Linked DNA regions of Danio rerio: region 1 is linked to region 2. The links are chromatin contacts, called in public Micro-C maps. All regions are on one chromosome and are shown on one strand. The core of a region is the stretch at or near the end of the contact, and the rest is flanking DNA. Distances in the headings are between cores, read along the strand shown.

The links. A called contact is a pair of places that touch in the nucleus more often than the background predicts.
Region 1: a Micro-C map of caudal fin shows a contact between it and region 2, with 3 times the contacts expected there. The contact joins the enhancer-like site here to the promoter of foxp4 in region 2. A contact is called at or near these places in 1 of 18 Hi-C or Micro-C datasets (caudal fin) and 1 of 4 datasets of contacts at active chromatin or transcription factors (embryo).

The regions. Positions count from the first base shown.
Region 1 is chr11:24,169,807-24,173,956 of GRCz12tu, reverse strand. It overlaps foxp4 (forkhead box P4), which reads right to left. Exons shown (of 18, transcript NM_001199491.1): 11 at 1. Among named protein-coding and RNA genes, the nearest start is that of mdfi, 45 kb to the left of the region's middle. Within about 2 kb of position 2,141, at least 4 of the 62 cell types and tissues checked have an H3K27ac peak or open chromatin away from gene starts, as enhancers often do. A contact at or near this core is called in caudal fin, where this site is marked.
Region 2 is chr11:24,021,667-24,025,754 of GRCz12tu, reverse strand. foxp4 (forkhead box P4) reads right to left here and starts at 2,670. Exons shown (of 18, transcript NM_001199491.1): 1 at 2,598-2,670.

The DNA.
Region 1 (4,150 bases), core at 892-3,391, 150 kb before region 2:
GCTAGAGAACACAAATATAGACATATTATATAAAAAAAGTCACAAGCTGCTTTCCAAACTAGGATTATTTCTCAAAATAAATAAATAAAAATAAATCTTTGGTAAAATCAAAACATCCAGCCTGACACAACAATAGCCTATCTGATGATAATTATAAGTGCACAATTTAATAAAAAAAAACATTAAAAATATTATAAGCATTATTATACAAATTTTTATTAATATTATAGAACTGTCAACAAAGTGCAATCAAATATGGTTTAACGGTAAGGCATTTCAACAATGTATATATAATATTACAGTATAACAGGCCTATAGCCAGCATATTGAAAGCGATGGTTCTTTCTTTTATGAAAAAGTAGAATTGCTATTTAGTTATTTACCTAATTTCCTACTCAATTATGCATTGTAATGACATTTTCAAAACTTATCTTTGCTGGATCAGCTTGTTGGATGGTAAAAATACTTATTTTTAAAAAACAATTTATTTTTATCCATCAAAAAAAAAAAAATTTAGATATCTGGTAAAACTTGTTTTAAAATAAAAACTGTAGCCTAAAGCCAAATAACACACAGTCCTGCTCAATTAACTTTCTTTGAATAATAAAAAAAATAATTTGTCTTAAAGCAGGGGTCTCAAACTGCTGGCCCGCAGGCAATTTGCCGCCTACCTCCTCCTCCTTCTGGCCTGCAACTGACGTCAATAATATAACAAGAACCCACCCCCAAAGCATATATTTTTAAATTACTATCATTGTTGTGCAGTGGTCTTGTGGTTTTGACCGGCCACCTACTGGACATTTAAACTACTGTAATATATTCGGGATACTTTCGGTTTCTCTCAGCATGCGGTCGAGAGTAACGCACATGCAGATGGGGCTAATTTAAACATTGAAATGTATTTTCAAAAGTGGTCTATTTTTACTAAAGCTCAAATTTTTTTTTTTAAATATTCAAGGGTCATTTGATTATAATTAGTTTTATACCACTTGTATTGTGTTGTACAAACACATTTCCATGGAAAACACTATGCCGGCGGTGTAAATATGATAATTTTGCTAATATTCCATTCAAATGGTCTCACCTCAATTAATAGATTTTCCTCATATGCATATTAAAATGTGTATAAACTTTGCATTTGTAAAATTTGACTAAATATCTTCTCCCTATTTGTTATATTTTTACAAAAAAAAGATATAGAAAATAATTAAAGCAAGTAATGTCAAGTTGTTTAATCTGCTCTTTTGTTAAAGCAACAATTGATTGTGACATAATAATAATAATTATTATTATGCCTGTTATTAAAATGTAATATTTTCATAGTAATTTAAACTACCCCTTCAATATGTATCAATAAGAAATAAGGACAATAAGGATCTTTGACTGCATATACTCTGGAGAAAAATGTCTGAGTGCATCAGTTACATCAGGTTTCCACTTTTTTGTTGTGCTTGAATGTTAAAGCGGCCCTTCTATTAACTGTCAGTCACTGATATGGTTCCCGCCAACTTGAGTTTGAGACCCCTGTCTTAAAGCCTTCTTCTATTGATAATTTTCACAATTTATGATGGCATAGCAGTCAAAAATGGAATAAATGAGCTCATACAGAGGTCATAATCTGGATTTTGTTAGTGGGAGGGTGGGTCTTTCAAACCACCTGAACCCCCCCCCCCCCCCCCCCCCCCGCTAAGTGCCTGTAAAGTTAGTATAATTTATTACTAATTAAATTATTATTACATAAATTCTTAAGTTAAAAATATTTTGTGTGTTTTGCTTTTAAATGTTAAACCCCATAGCATTTATTCTGGTGAAAAACTATACTGGATTCTCAACCTGTTGGATAATACTACTACATAAAACTAGAAAGTTACTAGCAGGCTGTAAGTATCACTGTTTTGTTAACTTTTTAATGACCAAATATCAAAATAGTGAACCTAATTTTCCTTAAATTACGTTGTTTCGAACTATTTTTGTTTCTGTTTTTGCTGTATGCTCCTGCTGAGGCTTTGGCAGCAGGAGTGTGCAATTATTTGTAATGCCAATACAGCACATTAAAAAGCAAGTGTCGTCATAGTGTGTGTCACTCCAGCGGGCGCCACTGAAAGGAAGAGGAGGAGGGAGTGACTGGAGATATTCTCTTGTGAGGATAATTTTGCATTCTGCCTGTTAACTGAGTCAGCTCACGGGGATGTTGACATGCCGTTTCACAGCTCTTGATTCCTCCGGGAGAAAACATCTCTCTCACGGTCCTCCTTCCCCTCTCCCTCTTTCCCCTCGATTGTTGCATCTCTTTCAGAGACACTTGCCCTGTAACCACACTCGTCCTCGTTTGACATTCCTAAGCGCCATTTAGAGGAAGTGTGGAGGCAGTCGGCCCCTCTTAATCAAGGGGCGACACACTGACTCACAACGCTCCAAGACTGCCACTGTACATGTTAGAGGCACTAAAAAGTGTTGATTCTCACACATACGGTGGGATTTTACTGCACATATGAGACTGTGGGAAAATTTTGAGAAAAAAAGCTAAAAATAAATAAATTAATTTTCAACTGAGTCATACAAAATTTGAGTATTTACAGCAGGATATTTTGGGTGGCTACTAGGGTAATTCTAGGTGGTTTCTAAGGTGTTGTACAAGTGGTGGGTGTCATTAGGGTTTCTATGGGGTTTATAATCTATTCTGGGTAGTCAAGGGTTTCTAAGCAGTTTCTTATGACTTATGAGTGCTATGGGTTGTTAGCTAGGCTTTTCTGGGTTAGTACTAGAACATAAGTAGTTGTCAGGGTATTTTAAGTACCCACATAGCAAAATTTCTCTGTGAATTACAAAACATGCCAGGACCAAGTCTAGCTTCTAGAAAAGGGCCAAACATGGACCATATCTGGGTCAAGTCTCAGCCAAGTCATAACTGGGCCATATAGGTTGGTGTGTCATGATTGAAATAAAATTGATAAACCCATGAAGCATTGCGGTTTAGGCACACAATAGGCATGCTTTTTCTCAAAGTGACCTGATTGGTAGAATTTTTTCTTTACTCAAAAATAATTTGAATGTGTTTTCAAAGTGGGTCAAGACAGGCCAAACTTACGTAGCCCACATCTAATGTTTAACATCTGGGCCAAATACATCTGGCCCTAATCTTGTGTGTCGCCTAAAAGACGGTGCCACCTCTGCCAAACCTGGGCCATGTTTGAGTCACATGTTGTATGCTAGTGCCGGATGAATGCCTCCTGTGCCAGCTTTGTGCCAAATCTTGGCCAGAATTCTTTGCTATACCCGAGTATGCAGAGTTCAAACCAATCCTGGAATTATGTATTTGCAGGAGTAAATTACAATCAATGCAAATGTGCTAAAAGAGGCAAATTATCACCATATGGTGCATATGAAGAGGAATGAACAATGCATTTGCAGCAAAAGTATGAAATTCACCTCAATTGTGTCTATCGTGCAAGTTTAAATAATTGAACTCAAGCAAAAACATTGTGTGAGTTGAGTAAACTAGAGCAAGTCATACAATGCAATAGACAAGGATTCGCATCATAGGCAGGGCTTCTGTCTGCCTGGTGACTCTAGCTTCATTGCTAAATGGCTAACATGGATATTATTGAGAGAATAGCTATGGTTGTTTGCTTTAGGAAGGCTGAAAAACAGCATAGATTTATTTGCCCACTAGATCCATTCACAGATGCACCCAGCTCTGAGTTCATCAACTCCTCTAGAAACTATATCAGGGTGATAAAAGCTTTCAGTGGTGCTTCAGACTGAGCTGAGCCCAGTTTGCTAAACTGTTGTCTGGTGTCGGCAAGAGGGATTTGCCTTGGGACACCAACAAAAGGCACTCCATCATAATCACGCCCCTACAAGAAAAAACGCCTGATTGGTTAACGTGACGCGATTGTCCACTGAAGTTCAGATTTTCCAACTCCAGTGATTTGTGCGATACGCGCATCAAGTGCGTCAAGTGCACAAACACTCAACTCGAGCTATTTCATTCGCGAAATGGACGGGAGTATATCTATTTGCGTCTTTGCATTGATTTAACATGTAAATTATGCGTGCTTGACGCTTCATCCGTGCCTGGTGTGAACACAGTCTAAGGTGCTATAAATTGGTTCTTAGAGCATCTGGGTGAATGCTAAAGTGTTCTGAG
Region 2 (4,088 bases), core at 1,421-3,920:
CAGCAAATGTTCCTAAAATATGCATCAAAAAGCTACATGCCTGAATTTACACCTGGCATCAGGTTAGTCTCAACATCGTTTTCCAAAACAAACACATTCCTGACCTTCTTTACCCAGAAAAATACCCACAGAGGGCTCAACACCAGCCTGCCATGCAATCCACACATTTATCAAAATAACATTCGAAAGACCTCCAAAAGTCAGGTATGTAGTCTTTATGAACCTGAAGAACAACATAAAACAATCACTTAACAGAAAATTAGTGATGTATCACTTAAAATCCTGAACTTTACACTAGTCTGGTGTGAGCCGTTAGAAATAGAGTGTTAAAACTATCGGCTGAGGTGTAGCTATTGCCGCTTGCAGCTGCTTGACGGCCATGCAAATAACTAAATTACCCACTTTACTGTCATTTTCATGCCCTCCCTGAACAATCTGCCTTATTCTTTGTCAACTTCATGAATTATCACTTTAACTCGAAGCACATAACATCATTCAATCACTCTATTCATCTCACACACAAGCAGATGAAATGGAAATTGTATTCATCACTTTATGCTTATGTTCATCTACACATGTCACATTTCAATTAGCAGGGAATCTGTTTATCATAAGAGGCAATATATCAGTAAACGGACATTGTAAACGCACAAAAGTAAAGCACTGAGTTTTAAAAAAAAGTGTTTTCAGCGTGGAATGTAACATAGTTCAATAAAAAATAATCTTAACACAAAAAAAATGTGTGTGGAAATAAACAAAATATTCTATGTAAGCATTCTTTCATAAACAATTTCAAAAGCTCTTTTATGTGCTTTTAAATGCTGTCAGTAATTATGTAGATGAAATAATTACAATGATTAAACAAATTAAAATTATTAGAAACATTTTGACATCAAAGTAAATAATATAACGCTATTTCTTAGACTTAACAAATGTGATTTAATAAATGTTTGCACTAAGTTGTAAATGCTAAAAGTGAATTAAGCCATTCACTTATATATGAGATTTAAATTAATTGTGTCAAAAGCTCCATCAATCAGTTCTTAATAACATGAGATTTACATACACACTGCCAGATTATGAGGATGATGATGATGTATATTTTTGGTTTTGCAGAAAAAGACTGAATAGGGATAAGTCAAGAAGAGTGCGATTTAACAGTACACTTGGTTCAACTCGTGAGCTGTAGTTCCCTCTGCAGATTCACTTTATGCCCCGTACTCAAATGTTGAAATTGTTGCAAGTTTAGTTTTATTATTTTATTTTAGAGATTTTAAGCTGAAATATCGCTGATTTAATTACGAAACGAATACAAAATCATGAAAAACTGTGTAAATAATTAAAAACAAAAGTTAATCTTGCTCATTCATTTGTAAATGAAACTCAAAATAAAAGTATTATGTTTTTAAAGTTTGTCATCAACCTGTCTGTTAATTACTAAAGTGAAGCAAAACTGACTAATGAAAATAAAATATTTAATTATGATACGTTCTTTTGACGTAAGTAATGAGGTAAATAACGTTCGTCCCTTTTTTGGGGAAATCTGCTTTTGCGCCAATACTAACTTTACTAATGTCATTGTATTTCGCGGTAATCAATACACTTAAATTAGTGATTATAAATAATTATGAATGCCGAGTTAATGTATTTAAAGTATTTTATGCGTTGCATCTTTATGTTATATTATCTTAATAACACACCGGTACAAATGACACTAAAACAACTATAAATAATTTCAATATGTCCCTTGGATTTTTTTGGTTTTAACAAACGTTATAATTTTAAAAAGTCGGTTTTAAAAATCGGTTTATTTGATAAAAATGAAAACTTACGGATTGTTATGAGTTATTTACATAAGATCTGCTCTCTGTTTCCTGAGGGCCTGTTAAAAACAATCAGCAACTCGGAGAATTAGGGGAAAATTGCTTGAAGGTATATTATTAAAATAAAAAACGTGATTAGACTTTTTAAACTTGTATATTTACATGCAGTTTATTGTCTTGAATTATTTATCATGAGAGTTTTGTACGGCCATCTGATTTCTACATTTCTGTAAGTGAAGCATGGCATTCTTCAAAAGAAAGCAAATGCAAAATAGCACCGATTTATCTCAAACTATTTTATTTGATCTGTCAAAAAAGTCATCTTATAGTTTAGATCAAAAGTAAGGGCAGGCGATAGCCTATTTTCAAACGCAGATGCATGTTTATTAAACTTGTTTGAATCGCTATGTTTTGTTAACTTTATCCAAACTGCTTTTGCGTTCTTATGTATTGTTATAGTGAAGTTTGCGGGTAACTAAATCATAATGATTTATGATTCTCTCGTGAAGAATAAATGCACGCTTTCGTCCCCGGTTTAAAAGTGTCACGTAAAAAAGTTGCATTGTTCCAATGCGAGCTTTAGTATCCCATTTGGCGAAATATCTAAGAAAAAAACTATGACTGTAACATTTATTTCTATTGATCTGAATAAATGTGTGTGATAACACGTCCGTGCATTCAAATGTGGAATACACATTAGGCTAATATTAAAAACGCTGAATCGCGCGAGGAGCAAAGAAGTAAAGAAAAAGAAGTAAAAAAGTGTATATGAACCTGTTAGGATATTGTGAAGAACTCTACTTTCACTCTACGGCTGGACCATGTGGATGTGTCGCTCCAGCTCTCGTGAATGTCCCAGTGATTCCAGAAACCTTCAGAAGAGCAACGCAAAAAGGAAAAAAAAATCCTGTTCTATGAGTGATGTCTTCAGACCATTACTTTAAACGACAACTGTCTTTATTAGTCTTCTTTTCCTTTTTACTGGCTTCCTCTCCCTCAGACTGGTCACTCAGTAGGGTGATAAGTGGAAACAATAATCGTGCACTAGCTCAAAGGCTGCATGGTCACAGCGCTCCTCAAAGTTCATGAAGAACAAGCACGCGGCTCTTTACGCCTCCTCGTCGCTTCAGGTCTTCTCTCTTCCTCTCTGTTAGTCACACGGTGAGTTTTCCTAAAGTCCCAATAATGCTTCTCGCTGGAGTTTTTGGCATCTCGTCTGTTCCTCGCTCATTCGCAGAGAAATCAGTGTTGAATTACTCCGCTTGTGTCTTGTGTTGGCGATGTGTTAGGGGACAGTTTGCTCTACCGTAATGCGTCTAGAACAGGCGCGCTGCGCACATCTGCGCTGCCGCTCTGATTGAACACAATACAAAAGCTCGCGCGCTCCGGGTGCTGATCTCTTCACCTGCGCGCGCATCGCGGGTTTAGTTGGGCCATTGTGGCCGCGGACGAGCAACAGATGTTAGTCAAAGGACAGCCTCACCATGGGAACCGTTACCTACTCCACATCTCTACTCTTTAGGAAATAACAAGTCCGATCTTGCAACACATTTGGTTTTGCTGTCGATAAGTGTTTATTATAATTGTTGTGAAATGCGAATATTTAAACATTTCTACAACAACAACAACAACAACAACAACAACAACAACATTAGCAATAATAATTTAGTAATCTGGTATAGCAGTTGTATTTGAAAAAGTTGCATTGTATTTCATCATCATAATAAGCATAATCAAGACAAAATATTCTAGACAAAATCTAGATAATGTTGAATAGTACACTGATATATGTTTTAATAGTTTGATAGTTAAGAAATACTGTTTTAATTAGTATACTGTACCATTATCATAATTAAATTATGAATATATCATAATTTGACTATTAATAAATAACATTATAATAAACAACTAATAACAATACTGTATTATTATTAATATGAGTATTAATAATGATAATAATAATAATAATAATTTAGAAGTAGTATGGCAGTAGTAGTACAAAAGTTGTATTTGTAAATTTTTATTGCATTTCATCATCATCATCATCATCATCATCATCATCATCGTCATCATCATCAACAAAAATATGCAAGACTCAAATAAATAACATTACTATACTTTATCATCATCATCAACATCAAATTATGTATACCTATTAATTAAATTAATTATCGAGTAATAACATCACAATAACAAAACAATTAATAACAATACTCCATTACATATATTAATATATCATATAATATAATATATACCAACAACAAC